Regions from separate parts of the Mus musculus genome. Here regions 1 and 2 are each linked to region 3. A link is a contact called in public Hi-C and promoter capture Hi-C data. All regions are on one chromosome and are shown on one strand. The core of a region is the stretch at or near the end of the contact, and the rest is flanking DNA. Distances in the headings are between cores, read along the strand shown. Region 1 holds the start of Zfp688 (zinc finger protein 688). Region 2 holds the start of Zfp771 (zinc finger protein 771). Region 3 holds the start of Zfp768 (zinc finger protein 768).

Region 1 (3,711 bases), core at 574-3,073, 77 kb after region 3:
TTACTTCCCCAAACCCACATGGGGCAGCTTACAACCACTGTAACTTCAGCATCAGGGACGCTCATGACTCCGGTCTCCCTGGGCAGCTGCACTTATGGAGACCCATACACTGACACAGAATGAAAAATAATAAAGATAAATCTTAGGAAAAAAGTTTCAGTAAAACCTAACACGTCTGCACTGACCACTCTAGCTGTTACCCAGGCAGCACCAAAGCATAGCCCGGTGGCTAACACGGAGTTGTTGAAAGTCAGTTAAAATCCCCTTCCTCCTGTGTCAAATGGGAAAAAGTAACGGTCCCCTGACTTCCAGGATTGTTGGATTAAATACATACATGCTTATTGGTCACTTAGTAAATGCTCAATAAACAGTATTTACTGGTGTATTTTGTAGTTGGTTTTGGTGCAGCGGTTCTTTGATAGATGAGGCACCATATTTGCTTCAGGGTTCTTCCACTCAGGGTAGAGATGGGAGACGAGCCAAGCTGTCATTATCCAGGCAGACACTTTTCTTGTGTACCACTTTGCCTTGTTCAAGAACTATGATAGGCAGACAAGTTCTATTTTTAGGGGCATTTTAGGGATTTTTGGAGGGTAGGGGTGGTGAGCTGAGACAAGGTCTCACAGTATGTTGTCTCAATTGGCCTCAAATCCCCCTGCCTCTGTCCCCCCGGGGTACTGAGATTAAAGGTGTGTGCCACAATGACCAGCCTTAGTTAGTTTTAAAAAGGGGAAATGAGTGTTATTTTAACAAACATCTGGAAACATAAACATTCTTTGAGTTCTAGATTCTCCTACTCTGTTTTTTTTTTTAAGATGTATTTATTTGTTTTTATATACATTGGTGTTTTGCCTACATTTGGTTCTGTGTGAGGGTGTCAGGTCCCCTGGAACTGGAGTTACAGACAGCTGTAAGCTGCCGTGTGGGTGCTGGGAATTGAACGCTGGTACTTAGGAAGAACAGTAGGTGCTCTTGACTCATGGGCCATCTCTCCAGCCCCCCTACTGTTTTTAATAGGACAGCTCTCCTGAATTTCCAAAACTCTGGAGTAGATAGGCTTTCTTTTCTTTAGTATCTGAACATGTAGGCTCTAATCTGTAGGGATGCTGGAATGGGGAATCTGAAAGAAAGGTTTACTAGAGAAGAAACCCCCGGACAAACAAGGTTTCAGGAGGACTTGGGACAATCCCTCACCTCTCGGAGCTCCTCCCAGGCTTTCCCCCTCCTCAGGATCCTGGGCGGCGGGGCTCCAAGCCTCACTCCCCTGTTCCATCCAAGAGATGAGGGCTGGTTTGGGGCCCGGGAACCCTGAGAGAGAACAGGGGTCACAGTGCTGGCCTGAGAGGCTGGCCGGGGCAGATAGCATCCCACTAGGGTGAGGGCACCTCCTCGGAACTTATGCACACATTAACCTGGACAGGGTTTGCGATGCTCTTGCCTGAATGGAGACTCCCGAGGAAGCCCTGAGAATGGAAGGTGACTGATGCTGCTGGTGGAAAAGTGCGGGATGAGGGCTCATAATCCACTTGATCGGTCTACTGCAACTCCCCGGTGAACCCCCAGGAGGATGGGGGCGGGGCTCTGACTCGGGGCCTCACCGAGCGCGCCCAGGAGGCCGTAGGTCTCGCGCATCACCTCCCGATACAGGGTTCTCTGCGCGGGCCGCAGACACCCCCACTCCTGCGGGGAGAAGTACACGGCCACGTCCGCGAAGCTCACAAGCTCAGGCTTCCTGAAACCGGGCCAGATCTCCCCAGGCATCGGAACCAGCAGTGAGGCCGGGGGTGGCGCCATCGGGGATCCTGCCCAGGCAGCGGCTTGGCTGCCCTAGCCTTCCGCTTCCGGCCTCCGCAACCGCGGGAAACCACGCCCTTGGCACGCCCCTTGGTCACAGTTGCTAGCAACGCGTGCGGAACGAACGCGGCAGCCTTACTGGCCGCAAGGGAATGCAGAGCAATAGTGTTTACTCCACAGCTGCTCACACAAAGACACGAAGGTGTGAAGGGAACCGAAAGATGTCTTCAGAAAACATGGAGACCGCCTAGCTTCAGTTGTCATTGACGGCACTGAGGTGCCCTTTCTGCAGCTTAACAAACTTCGGACTTCCACTGCCCGCGGCGCCCCATTTGCCCTTAAATACAATGACCGCTTCAGGAATGTTGGTGTTCGTTTCTATGTGTAGGAAAGAGAGACCTTCAAAAAATACCCGCTACCTGCTGCCTCATGGACCTCTGTGCGCAATTACAACGGCTGATGATTGGCTGTAACGGCAAGGAGCAGCAGTGTTGCAATTGGCTTCGGAATGGCGGGACATCTGAAACTGTTCTGAGGACCTGGGCATCCCTGGTGCCTGAGATAGTGTCTCCCCAGTCTCCCAGTGTGCGTCCTGCTGATGTAACTGGAATCTGATGGTTAGCCTCTAGAACCTGGCAAAGCCTGAGTATTGCATTTCAGAAACTCAGTTCGTGTCTTCAGAGAAGTTGACAGAATACTTGAACCGGTGGTTCTGCTCGCTTAGTCTGTATATTTAAGTTACAGGCTAAGGGGTGTGCTTAGTGTGTTTCTGCTCGGATGAAAGCATATTCTGGGACGTGGAAGCCCAGGAACCACACAGCCCAGAGGTGGGACAGTCTCCTAAGGGAAGGGTATTCTGAGACATGGGGGCTCAGGAACCACAAGCTGGAGGGTCCAATGTGTGGAGGGATGAATCCAGAGAAAGCTGCCCTCTGCTCCTTGGAGCAGACAATAGGGAAGTGAACAGAGGGCAGACCTTATATAGGACTTCTTAGGGGGTAGAGCTTTTCAGGGCAGAGAGTAAAGATTGGTGGGATTTCAAATCCTGATCTTGGGGAGCTCAGGGCTTGGTGTTTTTTTTTGTTTTGTTTTGTTTTGTTTTGTTTTTCCCTGTTCAAGTGTTGGTGGGTTTTCATGCTCAGAGAGAAGTGGGGTTTTGTTGTTGTTGTTGTTGTTGTTGTTTTTCCTACTCAGGGATTGGTGGCTTTTTTCCACCACCCCCTTTTCCTGCATTGGGCCCATGGCTACAGATGGCTTTGATTGAGGTAGCATCTCTGTGGAGCTGTGTGGGGAGGCTAGAGAGGGGGTGGACAGCTCCTGCAGTGGTGTTCAATTCACCAAGGCTGTAGGCTGAGGCAGGAAAGGTGTCACCCACCGCTCCTGTGGGACAACTCCTGCTGAGATGGGAAAAGAGATGTGCCACCGTGGACAGCTTCCATGAAGGCTGCAGGCTGAGAAGGTAGAGAGGTGTGGCCTTTCTGACATGAGCCACCATTTTGACAGCTCCTGTCGGATCATTTTACAGCAGCCGTAGGGTGGAGGGAGAAGGAGGGGTCAGCCACAGCTTTGACGGATTTTGAGGTTGGAACTGGAATGAGAGAAAGTTTTAAATTGCATTGTAATTTTTTGCCAAGTTTATTAATATGTAGGTGGAGCCAGCAGTGGAGGGCTTGTGTAAGCCCAGCACTCAGAAGACCCAGGTGGGAAGAGTTGTAGGCCAGTCTGGGTTACAGAATGAGGCTGGGTCAGAAAGAAAATATATTAATTTAACCCCATTTTTTAGAAAAAAATAAATAAATTGAGTTTTAGCATATATGTAGCATATCTATATCTATCTATAGATATAGATGGGTTTTTTCTTTGTTCTCTTTATTCATTGCTTTGTGTGAGTTCTTTATGGGTTCTTCTGTCTCCTTA
Region 2 (3,692 bases), core at 1,004-3,503, 100 kb before region 3:
CTAGAATTGGAAAGAGGGCTCAGTGGCTAAGAGCATTTACTTCTCTTGCAGAAGATTTGGTTTGGTTCCCAGCACCCACATGGTGGCTCGCAACCATCTGTGACTCCAGCTCCCGGAGATCTGACTCCCTCTCCTGACCTCTTGGGGCTCCTGCAGGCATGCAGCACACATACAGGTACTCAAGTGTGCACAAACACACATTCAAAGAAAAAAAGAAAAACTTTCAGAAGCTAGAGAGCTGGCTGCTCTTTCAGAGGCACAGGGCTTGGTTCCCAGCACCCTCGTGCATCCCTCACAACTCTTGAGTCCACCTCAGGAGATCCCACACCTTCTTGTGGCCTATTTGGGCATCTGCAAGCATGTGTACACACACAGTCGTGTATCTTTAAACAGTAACCTTAAAAAAAGGCATTTAACTGCGAAGGAGCATCCTGACCATCAGGACAGCTCCGGAGCCGCTTCTGCCGCCTCCTGTTCAGCTTCCCGACGCAGTCTCTTTCCTTGTGAAATGGAGGCTTCTATCTTGCTGCCCAGGTGGCTTTGAACTCAGGATCCTCCAGAGTTGCTTGTATTCCAGAGGTGAGCCATCACATGGAACTTCAAGTTTCTGTTTCCAGTCCTATCTGGAACTGATACTCATGGGAGTCACTAGATATTGGTGGTATCAGAAGCCTTTGGGACACAACTGTCCTCTCTGATTTTGTCTCCCACCCTTCTCTTTTTCTTTTTTAATTTATTTTTTTTAAAGATTGTATTTGGCCGGGCGTGGTGGCGCACGCCTTTAATCCCAGCACTCGGGAGGCAGAGGCAGGCGGATTTCTGAGTTCGAGGCCAGCCTGGTCTACAAAGTGAGCTCCAGGACAGCCAGGGCTATACAGAGAAACCCTGTCTCGAAAAACCAAAAAAAAAAAAAAAAAAAAAAAAATAAAGATTGTATTTGCTGGGCATGGTGGCGCACACCTTTAATCCCAGCACTTGGGAGGCAGAGGCAAGTGAATTTCTGAGTTCAAGCCAGCCTGGACTACAGAGTGAGATCCAGGACAGCCAGGGCTATCCAGAGAAACCCTGTCTCGAACCCCCCCCCCAAAAAAAAAAAAACCAAAACAAAAAACCAAAACAACAACCACAAAGATTGTATTTATTTTATGTGTATGAGTACTCTGTAGCTCTCTCAGACACACCAGAAGAGGGCATCTGATCCCATTACAGATGGTTGTGAGTCACCATGTGGTTGCTGGGAATTGAACCTGTGGAAGAGCAGTCAGTGCTCTTAACCATTGAGTCATCTCTCTGGCTCCTTTATTATTTTTATTAGAAAAAAAAAGTTTCACTATGCAGGTCTGCCTGGCCTTCAACTTACAGAAGTCCACCTGCTTCTGCCTCCCCAGGGCTAAGTGGCACCATGCCCAGTTAAAAATATCTAGAGAGATAGGCAAGATGGTACTGTATGTAGTATTGTAGAGTGGATTTGACCTTGGGCTATTTCTTCCCACACTACCAGTAGTGAGAAATGCTTCTTTACTGTATAATTTAGGTAAATCAGTCCTCTCTGAACTATCTTTAAGTGCACGTGTAAAGTGAGATCGCAATCCTCTGTGCTGAGCAAATGTGACCCAGTGTGTAAAACAGCAAACTTTCAAGAACAGGTACCCAAGCCAGGCACGACAACTCCTGCCTTATACTCTCCAGATTCGGGGTGAGGGTCGGGGGCTTGCCACTGGTTCTAAACTAACCAGGTTTACATAGTGAGCCTCTGACAAGTCAGAAACAACACTCGGTAGATGAAAGCGACAGATTGGGCGGTGGTGGATCTGGGCCGCATGCGGGCAAACAGTAAGCTGTCTGGCAGATCAGGGGATGGGAAGGCGACGCGAGAAAGAACGAAGAAGGAAAAAGGAGGGGAAAGAAGAGAGGAGGCAACAGGGCCCGCTCTCCAGGCGGGGCGCCAGCGAGAGGCCCAGACCCCCGGGAGCGCACGTGGCCTACGCGGGCACAGCAATCTCGGTGGGGCGTCAAGATCCAGCAGCGGCGGAGCCCGGCTGAGGGTGGTTGGAACTCGGCTGCAGGGCCTTGAAGGCCGGGCTAGGCATGGTCTGTTGGTTAGGAGTTTCCGGGCCGCGGACACCTCTGAGTCCCGGCTACCCCTCCCGGGGCGGTTAGGGACAGAAGCTCAGGCCTCCAGCCTCTCCCCTAGGGGCGGGGCCAGACGGGCGAACCAATGAATGTCCGCCCCTGGGGCCCCGCCCCGCCCCCGCCTCCGGAGCCGCGGCCTTCGCAGAGCACCCAACCGCCCCTCGCCCAGGCCCGGGGCCGCACGAGCACCGAACCTCGGGCTGGTGAGTGCGCACTCCACCCCGGGGCCTCAGCTCCAGCGGGCCTCCGGCTCATCCCTTAGCGCTCAGGTCGCCGACCCAGGCTCTGGGGAGTGACTCAGCGCGAGGAGGGTGGCAACTCGCGGGAGCTGGAGATTCGAACTGTTCAGGGCCCTGAATGTCGGGATGAGTGGGGTGAACGGGTGTCTTCTGAGCTGGGCCCTGGGCAGTGTCGGAGCGTGGGGTTGGGTTAGGGTGGATGGGAAAGGACTGGACTCGGAGCCTGGGCAGGGCGGGGGAAGCCACGGCTGCACCGCCTTGTCTGGGCCGGGGCCACAGTGGGGGTGGGGGTGGGGGTGGGGGGCGGGTCCTGAGCCTCTGATCCAGCGCCCCGCCTCAGGACACCAAGATGCCTGGCGAACAGCAGGCAGAGGAGGAGGAGGAGGAAGAGATGCAGGAGGAGATGGTGCTGCTGGTGAAGGGTGAGGAGGAGGAGGGTGAGGAGAAGTATGAGGTGGTGAAACTCAAGATCCCTGTGGACAACAAGGAGGTACGTGTTCCGTCCCGATCCCACCCCCACCCTCGAACCTGTGCCAGGTTCAACGTCCCTCAGACAGAAGTCAAAAATCCTGCCCCCGCCTTTTCCTGGATCTCAGATCTAGAAACTCAGAATTGGCCCATCCTTGTGCTCACTGCCCCCCACGCCCCATTGGATAGACGTTTGGCCCACTGTGAGAGCCAGATGCCATGCTGGGTGCTGCTTGAGGCACCGTGCTGAGTGGCTTCAGTCTCCACGCAGCCTGATGTCTGTAAACTCACAATCCTGTATCCTGAGTCCAGATATAGGAGTTAGCAAAGGCCAGAGGTGAGGGAAGATGAGGCCAGGCCGCAGTAACAACAGCTACCTCTCGCATAGTTTATGGTGTGCCAGATGCTATTCTAAGCACCTCCAGTCTGGTTTGTTGCTAGTACTGACTCCATTTTCTAGGTGAGGAACTGAGTCTAAGACAGTTGGCAACCGACCTAAGTGACTACCCCAGACTGGAAGAGTGGCTCTGTCTGTAGGGAGCTATGGGACAGTAGTTCCCTCATACTCCAGCACAGCTCCAGGCAGGTTGGTTGGCAGAGCATGCTGGGGATCTGGGTTTTCTCCTGGAGGTTTTTAGGACATCAGAATGAGTTAGAGTCTGCCATTTGAGACCCTAACTATTCACCAATTATTTTACTTCCCAGAGCTGCCAGGGACCCTGGGCTGTCCCTTTCTCAGTAGACTTGAGTTCAGCTGGAGGGCTCTGGCTGCCTTGGGGATAAATGCTCGTTCCCCTAGCGGACCTGATGAGTTGCTGGGAAAGGACACCTGCTCTCTAGGCCTCTTCCACT
Region 3 (3,281 bases), core at 141-2,640:
CACTTGTAGGGCCGCTCGCCTGTATGCGTGCGCTGGTGTTTGATGAGGTCAGAGCTCTGGGAAAAGGCCTTGCTGCAAACCTCACATTTGTAAGGCTTCTCGCCGGTATGGATGCGCTGGTGCTGGATCAGGGTCGAGCCTCGTCCAAAGCTCTTCCCGCAGATGCCACAGATGTTAGGTCGAGGGCCTTGCCCACCCCTGGCCCGGCCACCCCTACGGCCTGGCCCACGCAGGGTTCCTGTCAGATTCAGTGGATTCTGGAGCATCTCAAACTGGGGTGCAGCCAGCAGAGCCCCCGAAGGCATGTCAAATGGAGGCAGCGCTCCTGTGGGCTGCTCCCCAAACCCTTGAGTAAAGGAATCCAGGGGGTGGACTCCTAGGGAGATGCTCAAGGGATTCTTTTCCTCGGGGCTCAGAGGCATCTCTGCACCTTCCTGGAATTTGGAACTTTGAGTTTCAAACTCAGGGCTATGGGTTTTGAACTCAGAATTCTGAACGCCATCTCCAGAGTTCTGCGGTTCATACCCGGGGCTCTGAGATTCATACCCTGGACTTTGAGATTCAAATTCGGGGCTCTTTGAACCGTACCCAGGGCTTTTGGGTTCATACCTAGGACTCCCAGGTTCACAGCCAGGGCTCCTGGGATGGCAGCCAGGGCTTCGGGGCTCATACTTAGGACTCTGGGATTCAAACTCCGGGCTCTGAGGATCTGATTCAGGACTTCTGGGTGCAAACTCAGGGCTTGGGGGCACAAACCCAGGGCTTCGGGATTCAAACCCTGGGCTTTCAGGCTCAAACCTGGGGCTCTGGGATTCAAATTCTGGGCTTTGTGGCTCAAACTCTGGGCTTTGGGGTTCAAGCCCAAAAGGTATTTCTTCAACTTCATAGTCCCCATTGCCTTCTCGCTGAGAAATTTCCCCTTCTTCATTCTCACTTGTGTTGCCTGCAGGATCTGAGAATTACAGAAAATCCAGATTGAATGGGGGTCTGGAAGGTCATTGGGTCCATTAATTGTCCCAAAATTCTCTTCCCACTCCCCAAGCAGGGTCATTGGCCCCTACAAGTGAGGTGACAAAATGTACCACCTCCCCTCTAAAGACCCGGGGCACTCAGTCTCCACCCTCCACCCCACTTCCAAGTGTTTAAGATTCCGGCCTTATTTCCCTCCCGCAGGCCACAGCCCAGTTTTCTGGCACACTCCTAAGAGGCGCGGTCCTTCCCTCACCTTTGAGAGACCCTTCGGGGCTGCCCACTGCGTTGGGACTGTGCACATCCCGGGACTCCAGGCCCCACGACGACGCCTCCCGCTCCATCCCTGCCAGTTCCCAGTGCGGCGGCGGTGGCGATGGCGGACGATCCTACGACCCAGTTCGAGTGCCTGGAGCCCCGAGCCCTCGCCACCCGCGCGTTCAGAGCCTCCGAGGAGACCGGGCGGCCTGGCTTCGGCCGCGAAGGCCGGACGTCTTGACCCTGGGCCTCTCCGGCCCCGCCCCTGTCCGCTGCCCCGCCCCCCTCCCAAGGTCCCCGATTGTCTCGTGGCCCTCACCGGCCCCCGCGCGTCGTGGCCTCGGAGGTGAGGGGCGAGGCGACTCCTCCGGCCGTCCCCCAGCCACAACTCCCAGCCCGAGACCCTCTAGTCTCGGCCCCTAGCCCCGGCCGGGCTACTGCGCCCCTGCCCCCTCCCCCCGCACAGGAAGTGTCCGTCCCTGGCCAGTTCCCCCCGCTGGCTCGCGCCGCGGCCTCTCTAGGAGCGGCTGGAGGTGGAAACTCGTTGGCATTAACCCTGGACTGGATCTCCCGGGCCTCGGGGGGTGGGGGCGACCCGACGCCCCGGAGCCGGCGGGAAGGGCAACAGCAGTTTGTGTGTCTGTATCGCGGGTCTCGGCCTAACCGGGGACCTGTCTGCAGGTTTCTCCGACCATGTGCTGGCTACTGAGTGTGGCCAAGGGCGAAGCGGCAAGTGAGACCAAGGTCAGCGAGAAGGAGCGACGCTTCCCGGCGCCAGCGGGGGAGGCGGCTAGCTCCTCGCCTCAGCCTCGGGGCACTCGGACTGGCACCGGGAACGCGGACGGACGCCCGTTTGACCGCACAACCAGGCTCTGGAGCCCAGAGCCTGCTAGCCCGCCGAGCTACGACAGTGACACCCGCGCCCACTCCCCCCTCCCTCGCCCTCCCCTCCCCCTCCGCGATGCGGGCTCGTTGCCAGAGAAACAGCTCCGCCTCCGCGCCGCGAGGCACCGCCCACTCCTCCCAGGATTGGTTGTTGGGGCCGGCTGTCTCTGCTTCACCGTGGTCCCGGGGTCACCGTGGGTCCGGGCCGTGTAGAGCAGAGGGCGTTCAGGCCATTCTAACAGGATGCCCGGAATGCCTGCGGGAGTGAGAGAGGGAGGCGCCGGGCGTCTCCTCGCGAGCTCGGCCTGCGCTTTGTAAACTTTCCCCTGAGCCGTTTGTCCTGTATTAGGAAGAATGGAAGCCTAGGGCTCTTAGGGTAGACACCCTTCCTCCTCTGCTTTTCTCCCTTCTCGTTTCTTCTGCTCTCAGGTTTTACAGGTGCTGAGGGGCCACTCCAGAGATACTAACATAGGACGACCTTTAATTTCTTCCCTTTCCAAATCTTGTGTTTGATTCCTCGTTTCTTGATTTTCTCACAAGCGTGCGGGACAGTTCGGAGAGTGACACTGAAGAGTTCCAGAAGGGAAGGGGGAGGGGGAAGGGGAGAGAAGAGAAGAGAAGAGAAGAGAAGAAAAGAGAGGAGAAAAGAGAGAAGAGAAGAAGAGAAGAGAAGAGAAGAGAAGAGAAGAGAAGAGAAGAGAAGAGAAGAGAAGAGAAGAGAAAGAAGAGAAGAGAAAGAAGGAAGGTGGGCCAAACAGGCCCTTTTATAGCAAGCCAGACCTACCTGGCTGTTGCTAGGTAACTGTTGGGCGGAGCGTAGAAGGAATACCTGCAGATAGCCCTGGCCCCGCCCAGTCTGCGGGCCCTGTTCAGCCTTTCTCCCTGTCTCCCTGTGCTCTGCACTCTTCCAGATGGCTTTGGCTGTTCTCTCTCTCCTATCGACAATTAGAAATAAGATAAAGACTTTCCCCTAACTCTCGCATGGAACAGTCGTGTCGTCAGTATCATCTAATCTAATCTAATCTAATCTAATCATTTTCTACTCTTCTACTGAAGCAAGTTTGGTAGTCTTGACAGCTAACGAGCCAATTCGCTGCGCTCAGCTTCCTGCATACTATAATCAAGGGTTTTCACAGCCAGCAAGTTTGAAGATTCTGAAGACTCTGCTA

Evidence for each region. A called contact is a pair of places that touch in the nucleus more often than the background predicts. Capture Hi-C pulls out chosen DNA fragments and counts their contacts.
Region 1: a promoter capture Hi-C map of adipose tissue shows a contact between it and region 3. The contact joins the promoter of Zfp688 here to the promoter of Zfp768 in region 3. A contact is called at or near these places in 22 of 39 promoter capture datasets (the 3T3-L1 cell line, 3T3-L1-derived adipocytes, the HPC-7 cell line and 15 more), 1 of 15 datasets of contacts at CTCF or cohesin (the NIH/3T3 cell line), 26 of 484 Hi-C or Micro-C datasets (B cells, the G1E-ER4 cell line, Th1 cells and 16 more), 9 of 115 datasets of contacts at active chromatin or transcription factors (the SCID.adh cell line, cardiomyocytes, embryonic forebrain and 4 more) and 4 of 9 other capture datasets (adipose tissue, embryonic tail, liver and 1 more).
Region 2: a Hi-C map of the CH12 cell line shows a contact between it and region 3. The contact joins the promoter of Zfp771 here to the promoter of Zfp768 in region 3. A contact is called at or near these places in 3 of 39 promoter capture datasets (the C10 cell line, the HPC-7 cell line and macrophages), 3 of 15 datasets of contacts at CTCF or cohesin (CD8 T cells, the NIH/3T3 cell line and large pre-B cells), 32 of 484 Hi-C or Micro-C datasets (the 63-12 cell line, the AML12 cell line, B cells and 22 more), 14 of 115 datasets of contacts at active chromatin or transcription factors (the HPC-7 cell line, the SCID.adh cell line, Th17 cells and 7 more) and 3 of 9 other capture datasets (adipose tissue, liver and pancreatic islet).

Annotation. Positions count from the first base shown.
Region 1 is chr7:127,420,211-127,423,921 of GRCm38.p6, forward strand. It overlaps Zfp688 (zinc finger protein 688), which reads right to left and starts at 1,824. Exons shown (of 3, transcript NM_026999.4): 1 at 1,599-1,824; 2 at 1,195-1,308. The coding sequence starts at 1,794.
Region 2 is chr7:127,242,273-127,245,964 of GRCm38.p6, forward strand. Zfp771 (zinc finger protein 771) reads left to right here and starts at 2,254. Exons shown (of 3, transcript NM_177362.4): 1 at 2,254-2,336; 2 at 2,713-2,862. The coding sequence starts at 2,722.
Region 3 is chr7:127,343,924-127,347,204 of GRCm38.p6, forward strand. Zfp768 (zinc finger protein 768) reads right to left here and starts at 1,391. Exons shown (of 2, transcript NM_146202.1): 1 at 1,226-1,391; 2 at 1-952. The coding sequence starts at 1,313.